Regions from separate parts of the Gossypium hirsutum genome. Here region 2 is linked to region 1. Evidence: chromatin contacts called from public Hi-C data. All regions are on one chromosome and are shown on one strand. The core of a region is the stretch at or near the end of the contact, and the rest is flanking DNA. Distances in the headings are between cores, read along the strand shown. Region 1 holds the start of LOC107895874 (ferredoxin--NADP reductase, leaf isozyme, chloroplastic). Region 2 holds the start of LOC107912993.

Region 1 (3,393 bases), core at 506-3,005:
AGGTTGCATAGTTAGCAATGCTAAACTGTCGTAAATGATGTACATATACATATACCTTGTAGTCGTCATGCTTCTCGAAGAACATTTTCCACAGAAATGATCGAAAGGGAGCGATTCCAGTTCCAGTAGCGAGCTACAATGGAGTAGCTGAAGGTGAAGATATTGTATGGGAGCAGCACTTATTAGTACATTTAAGAGCTTGGTTAGTATACGTACCATGATGATTGTGGCATTGGGATCCTTTGGCATAAGCATTTCTTTTCCAACAGGTCCAGTTATTTTAACTTCCGCCCCAGGTTTCAAGTCACCTGAAGATATATATTTAAGATGAAAACATAAAACATCAATAGGGTAAATCATATCAGGGATCATATTCTACCAGAAAGCTATCTCTGCCCTTTTGATCATTACTATTTCAGTTTGATGATGCTTATAACTATAATGGGAGGTTAAATTCTGAAATAAGTTGTTCAAAACAATAGTGCATATTATGATGAACCGTAAAAATTCTGAAATCTTACACAAGAAATTGGAGCAGACTCCTTTTACAAGCTCTCCTTTCTCGTTGGTGTATACCAGTCGTTTCACACATAGGGATACCTGCAAAATACGATGAGATGTATGCAGAACATGCTAATGAGATGACTTGTAGACTTGGATAGCTCAAAGCCTAATCTATATACCCAACAGCTTAAGAAATGAATATGAATAATGATGTGATTATAGAAGAGCAAACTCACAGTTTTGGAGTCCCCAAAATCACCAAGAGCACTGCTAGCAATAGAGTACAATCTCAGCTTGTGTGGTTTTCCATTCTTGTCAACGCCATCTGGAATCACCCCAATGGATTGTCCTTCTCTGTAGGGGACCTCTCCTGAACCAATCCAACCAACCAGTCAGCTATGCCTAGGAAGAGACTATTTCTTGTTTTAAGTAAATAATTATCTCAAGAATATAGCAAACTTTGATTACTTTATCATTAAAATTGAACATAAAAGTAGGGCAATGAGGTTACTATTAGAGCTTGCATGCATACCTTCGGTGCTGAAGACCATGTGCCAAGTCTCTCCAGGAGCATCATCGCCAGTGATCTTAGTGTTTAGAAGGCATCTACCAATGTAAGGGTTGATAGGCCTGAACTTGTTAACCACAACACCTTCATCGTTTTTCTTGGATTCCTTTACAACTTTGGCAGGAGCTTCAGTTGTAACCTGGGCCCTGACAGAAACCACTCTCCCCCCACTGCAAACATCTCTGTAGTAAACGGGCACCTGGAAAACAAAACAAAAAAAGCAGCTGATGAACATCAACTTTCAATATTACCAAATCATCACAAGCATGGCAAATATATACCTTCTTGAAGGTGATCCTATCAGGAAAGACAAGAGAGGTTCTAGCAGGGAGAGAGGTGGACTTGGTAGAAGGAACAGAGACTGCAGCAGTAACAGCAGCCATGTCTTTTCTTTTCTTTTTTTATAATGAAGAAATAAGAAGAAAGGAGAATATGTTATTTCTGATGGGGGTTGTTGTTGCAGAAGAAGTAAAAGTGGTGAAGGAAACAAAATGAAGGATGTGATATTGTTTTCAATGTTTATGGATTATGAAGTGGGTGGAGGAGATTTTGAAAGCCAATGCAGTGGCCTGAGTGTGGATAAGTCCATGTGTAAATGTATGACTCTCATAGCACCATATATACCAGTTGTACAACTTCATTGATTCTTTGCTCACCATTTAGTGCTAAATCTACAATTTCTTTGGAATTTGGGATCCAAAATCTCCTCTTATTTCAGCCCACTAAAAGACAATCCATGGGAAGTTTGCAAGTCCAAATAGTTTGATTGGAATAAAAGGTTTCGGCCTATTCGTTTTACTAACCTATTCAATCCAAGGCCGAATTGGACAATAGCAGTAGGTTTGATTAAGCCCAACATTACCCTTTTGATGCCTTGTAGTTATTATGGATACCTGATTTTGCTTTTTGAATTATTAATAATGCGGATATTAACACTTAAATTTAGATGATGATGAACTCAATTAAGGACTATTAAATAATGATAAGAAGTATATAACCCAACAAATATGCATTCGAACAATTAGATAAAATTGTATATGATGTTTATTTTTTTATTATTTTTATTAGTAATAATTAGAGGTGAGCACGAGACTGAGCCGGGCCGGGTTCGGGCTGGGTCAACTAAAATTTTAGACCCGTTTACCAGGCTTGGGCCCAACCCAACCCAAATAATGGGTCTAAAATTTTACCCAAGCCCGACTTGGATAAAAATATTAAAATCTGGGCCCGACCCGGCCCGCCCATATTAATTTTTATATTATTTTTATATAATTTAAAATATATATAATACATCAAAAAAACTAAAAATATCAAAATAAATATTTTCCAACAAATTGAAAATAAATTTTAAAAAATATATATACTTAAATAACACTAAGATAGATGCAACTTAACAATCAAATGTCTCCAAAATTAATAACAAAATTAGCAAATGTCTTTAAAATAATAACAAAATTAACAATAAAATAAATTTTATACAATATTCAAACAATAACAACAAAATAGTAGCAACATAATAGTAAAATGGTAGCAAAATAGGGAGAAAACAACAAGAAAATAATATTAAAAAAAGTAGATTTTTTTTCTTTTATGTATTTGGGTCGGGCCGGGCTCGAGCAAAAAATGTCTTACCCGAGGCCAGACCCATTTTTTAAATGGGCCTTAATTTTTTGCCCAAACCCATTTTTTGGGCCTATATTTTTGCCCAAATCCTCTCAAATTTAGGTGGGCCTTCGAGCTGACAGGTCTAGTAATCGTATTATCAACTAATTTTTTTAAACTAACATAATATGTACGATGATTTTATTTTAATTTTTTTTACAAAAAAATATTTTTATCATTCTAATAATTTTTATAGTATTTAATATTTTTTAAAAATATAAATTATGTAACTGTGTAATTACAAATTGTACTACCAAATATGACATAAGAAATTACGATATAATTATACTCTGCCAACCAAACACGTCTAGAGAATTACAATTCTTTATAATTACAAGAGAATATAATTACTACCCTAATAGTTACACTTTCATTCAATTACCATATGTTGTCCTGACAAATCCTTAGTAAGATAAAAAGTAGTTTGGAGAGATGAAAAATTTAAAGAGTAAAAAAAAGTAGAAAGATTCAAAATGTATATATATTCAAAATGTAATGTGGAAAAATAATAGAAAAAATAGTTTTGGTAAATATGTCATTAGTTCATGTATTATTTTCGAATTTAAAATTTATTTGTTGTATTTTTATTTTTAGAAATTTATTTCATTTACTTTTCATATTTCAAAATTCAAGTTCAACTGTTAGCATTAATAACATTA
Region 2 (3,504 bases), core at 49-2,548, 240 kb after region 1:
CAATATGACCATATTTTATCTTATGGTAACCATTACATCTTCCTTCATGAAAAGTAAATTATTATCGAATACAAATGAAGTCATTCATTACAAAGACAAACGATTCATGGTCACATTTACTTTTCATCTATCATGTAATACAACATACTGCAGAAGTCGTTTACCCAACACACCTGCTTTCGGTTCCTTATCTATTTGAACTCAGACTTTTACTTACATCAAAGTATACAAATACGAATACATGGTCTGTCATCCACTTAGGATTAAGGTATATCACACCATAAACGTCACAAATGAATAAATCTATAAACGAATTTAAGATCTATTCTACTTGGGTCTTGTCTGATGTATTGTCAGTCCAATCAGTCACATCTATATCTCTATATTTTGGGAGTCATTCACTTTGATACCCAAGACAAAACATCTCTCCAATTGGACTTGATAAACGACATATTAGTCTTTCAATCGATTTACTTATTTTCGATTAAACTAAGGATATGGTTAGGTTCATCTACTAATATAAGTTATCTTTCCATGTTATAATCCGACCACGTAATATCATTTAGTATTAGTTAAACGTTAGATAACCAATGATCCAATATTTGCTTTAATTTTACTTTGCGTGCAAAAACCATTGATGACAATATACAGGGGTATTAATATAGTTTATGGATATTTTTATTAAATCAATTTGATCGAAAAAAATACAATTGTAAACAGACAAAAACACTACACTTAGGGCACCAAACCCAACAACTTGAACTAGGTGTTCAGGAAGATTATTCTTCTGATGCTTAAGAAGCAAGGTTTTAAAGTTGAATCCTAGATTCATTTATAGATTTTTTTTAGGGTTAGTTTAGCATTATTTTTTAAAAGTGGTGTGGAAAAGATACTTTTGAAAAGTTTAGTTTAATATTTAAGTGTTTAATATTGATGTTAAATAGTATTTTTGAGAAATAAAATATTTATTTTAGATATGTTGTAAAGTAAAAAACATGCATTTAGATTATGTTTAAATTCATCAATATTATGATATTTCAATACAAAAATAAGAAAAAAATTTATTGTAATTTATTATTAATATTTTGATATATGAAATATAAATTTTAAATATTTTTAAGTAATTATTATTAATTGTTTGTAAAATGTAATTTGAATATACAAATTATATTTTAAATATTAAAATATGACCATTACAAATTCAAATGTACGATATTATATATTTGAAATAAATTTAAAAAGGAAAATAATCGTATACCTAATATAAATAATACATAAAATACATATAGATAAAAATTAATACACTGGGGCAGTCGCAATTCTAAAGAGGAGCCAAATATCAAAATGAGAAGACCAACCCATCATAATAAAGTAAAAGGAAGTGGATAAATGGAACCCTGAACAAAAATATATTAATCAAATAAAGAAAAGAAACCCTCGAGGGCAACGGCTAGTTTTGTTTACAACGGTAAGAATAAAGATGTTACCCATTAAACCCTCGCCCCAGCCTTAATCAAAATCATATCTCCATACGATATATATAAACCCCTCTCCTCTTAGCCCTTTAAAAACCATCAATTCTAATCTTCTTTTATTAAGGGTTCTGGGCATCTTTCGTGATTTTAGAGTTTTAACGTTCTTTCATTAGCGGAGTTGTTTTGATTTTCAATGGAGACCCCTTTATCTTCAAGAAGAATTACCCGGTCACAGACTTTGGCTGCTTCCAACAACGGTATCCCTGTTTCCAGTGAGTTATTTTCACTTCTCTTTTCATTTCATATATATTTCTTTGTCTATCTTAGGAAAAGAACAAGAAACTAATTTCCTCGTGTCTTGTTGTAGAAGTAAAGACTGAAGGATCGGAGAAGAGTGCGTCTAAAACAAGAACAAGAAATGGGAAACAAGAAGAAGAAGAAGAAAGCTCCGCGCTAATTGATATAACAAACGATTCGCCGATTGTTGGGGTTGCAATGAAGACTCCATCATCTGCTGTAGTAGGTAAGGGTAAGACCAACACGATGACGATGATGACTCCTGGTTCTGGTGAGGCTTTGTTAAGGGGTCAAGTCAAGACTCTGTTGCAGAAGGTTGAGGAAGAGGCTGAGGTTTCAAAAGTGCCATTGGAGAGCCGCCCTTTTGTTCATCTTCAATCCCCAATGGCACTTGTGGCCCCCACTCCTGCAAATACACCCCAGGTCCCTAATCTTTCTGAGGATGGAGGATTGGGTTCAATGCTGATGGATCTTCCTGTTGTCGAAGAAGAGTTGAAAATATCTGAGGTTAGTTTTTTTACTCCCCCATCGCATGATGTCCTTTTTATTTCGTGATCGAATTGCTGAACTTGAGAAATACTTTGGCATGTGATACTACAGATGGTGAGTGCTAACATTGAAGGACAGAAATGTGCGATTACTAGATCGCTGCTGCTGGATTTTGCTGAGAAATCAGAATGCCGTTCTGATAATGGAGTGATAATAACAGAGGACAGCAGTGCAAGCAAAGAGAAGACATTGGCATTCCACAATGATGACATCGACAGCGCCACTATTTGGTCTATCCAGGTTAATGCAAGCACCCATGATGAAGATGAGGATAAGGAAACTTTTGAAGAAATGGGAGATGAATGCTATGACCATAAAGTAGATGGAGGATTGGTGGATGAGCTATGCAAAGGCATAAGCAAGATAAGCATGACAGAGATGTTCACGGGAAAGCACACGAGATTTTTATACGACAGTGATGATGAGATTGGAGAAGAAGAAAGTGGAGAGAATTGGGAGTACTATTCAAGTGATATAATGAGGTTGAAGGGGTTGCCAACACCCAAAGGAAAGCACCTGCGCTTTCCTCTGGAGGAGGATAAGCAAGATTGTGAATAGTAATCTCATTTTATGACTAGGGACATTATTGCTCGGCTGTCTTTCTTTACACCATTCATTCTTTTTGTCATTTTTTGTCATCTCAAGTTTTTCATGACCAAAAACAGAAAGAATAAATGTGTAGTAAGATCACCAATGAAGTGATTGTTTCGTGGGATTTAACTTCAAATCCATTTCCAGATTTGGTGCCAAAAATCAAATCTGAAAATTTCTACATTTATAAATTATCTACAACAGGGTTGGACATTTAGAGGATACCATAACTACAATCAAAACCAGGGATGCCATGTTGGATCCATTGTACATAAATTTCTGGGTAGCAGGGCAGCCTCGACTAGCTCGGTAACACCCCTCTGTACTGACTGTGGTGGGTCCATTGCATTTTCCTCCTGAATGCACCAGAAAAAACACCCGTAAGCGTTTAAAGCCAGACCACCAAAGAAACAGGTAACAGAGAGAGAAAAAAAATAATAACACACACACAATTTTATACCTCTTCAGAGAAACACTCTGGAGCTATTCCGTTGATCCGGCCAATAACATTCTCCACGTTGGTGGTAACCTTATGTTTGAAGTCAGCAGGGTTCATACTACCACTTCCAGCGGCAGAGGCAAGTGGCATTCC

The links. Hi-C and Micro-C count contacts between places; a contact is called where the count stands out from the background.
Region 2: a contact with region 1 is called in a Hi-C map of leaf, with 2.8 times the contacts expected there. The contact joins the promoter of LOC107912993 here to the promoter of LOC107895874 in region 1. A contact is called at or near these places in 3 of 34 Hi-C or Micro-C datasets (all in leaf).

What each region holds. Positions count from the first base shown.
Region 1 is chrA11:24,715,419-24,718,811 of Gossypium_hirsutum_v2.1, forward strand. LOC107895874 (ferredoxin--NADP reductase, leaf isozyme, chloroplastic) reads right to left here and starts at 1,756. Exons shown (of 9, transcript XM_016821092.2): 1 at 1,354-1,756; 2 at 1,037-1,271; 3 at 741-874; 4 at 522-600; 5 at 217-308; 6 at 56-133. The coding sequence starts at 1,455.
Region 2 is chrA11:24,953,150-24,956,653 of Gossypium_hirsutum_v2.1, forward strand. LOC107912993 reads left to right here and starts at 1,299. Exons shown (of 3, transcript XM_016841390.2): 1 at 1,299-1,747; 2 at 1,843-2,279; 3 at 2,373-2,959. The coding sequence starts at 1,669. The coding sequence ends at 2,879. LOC107912994 (transformation/transcription domain-associated protein) reads right to left here. Exons shown (of 44, transcript XM_041081432.1): 43 at 3,373-3,504; 44 at 2,999-3,268. The coding sequence ends at 3,149.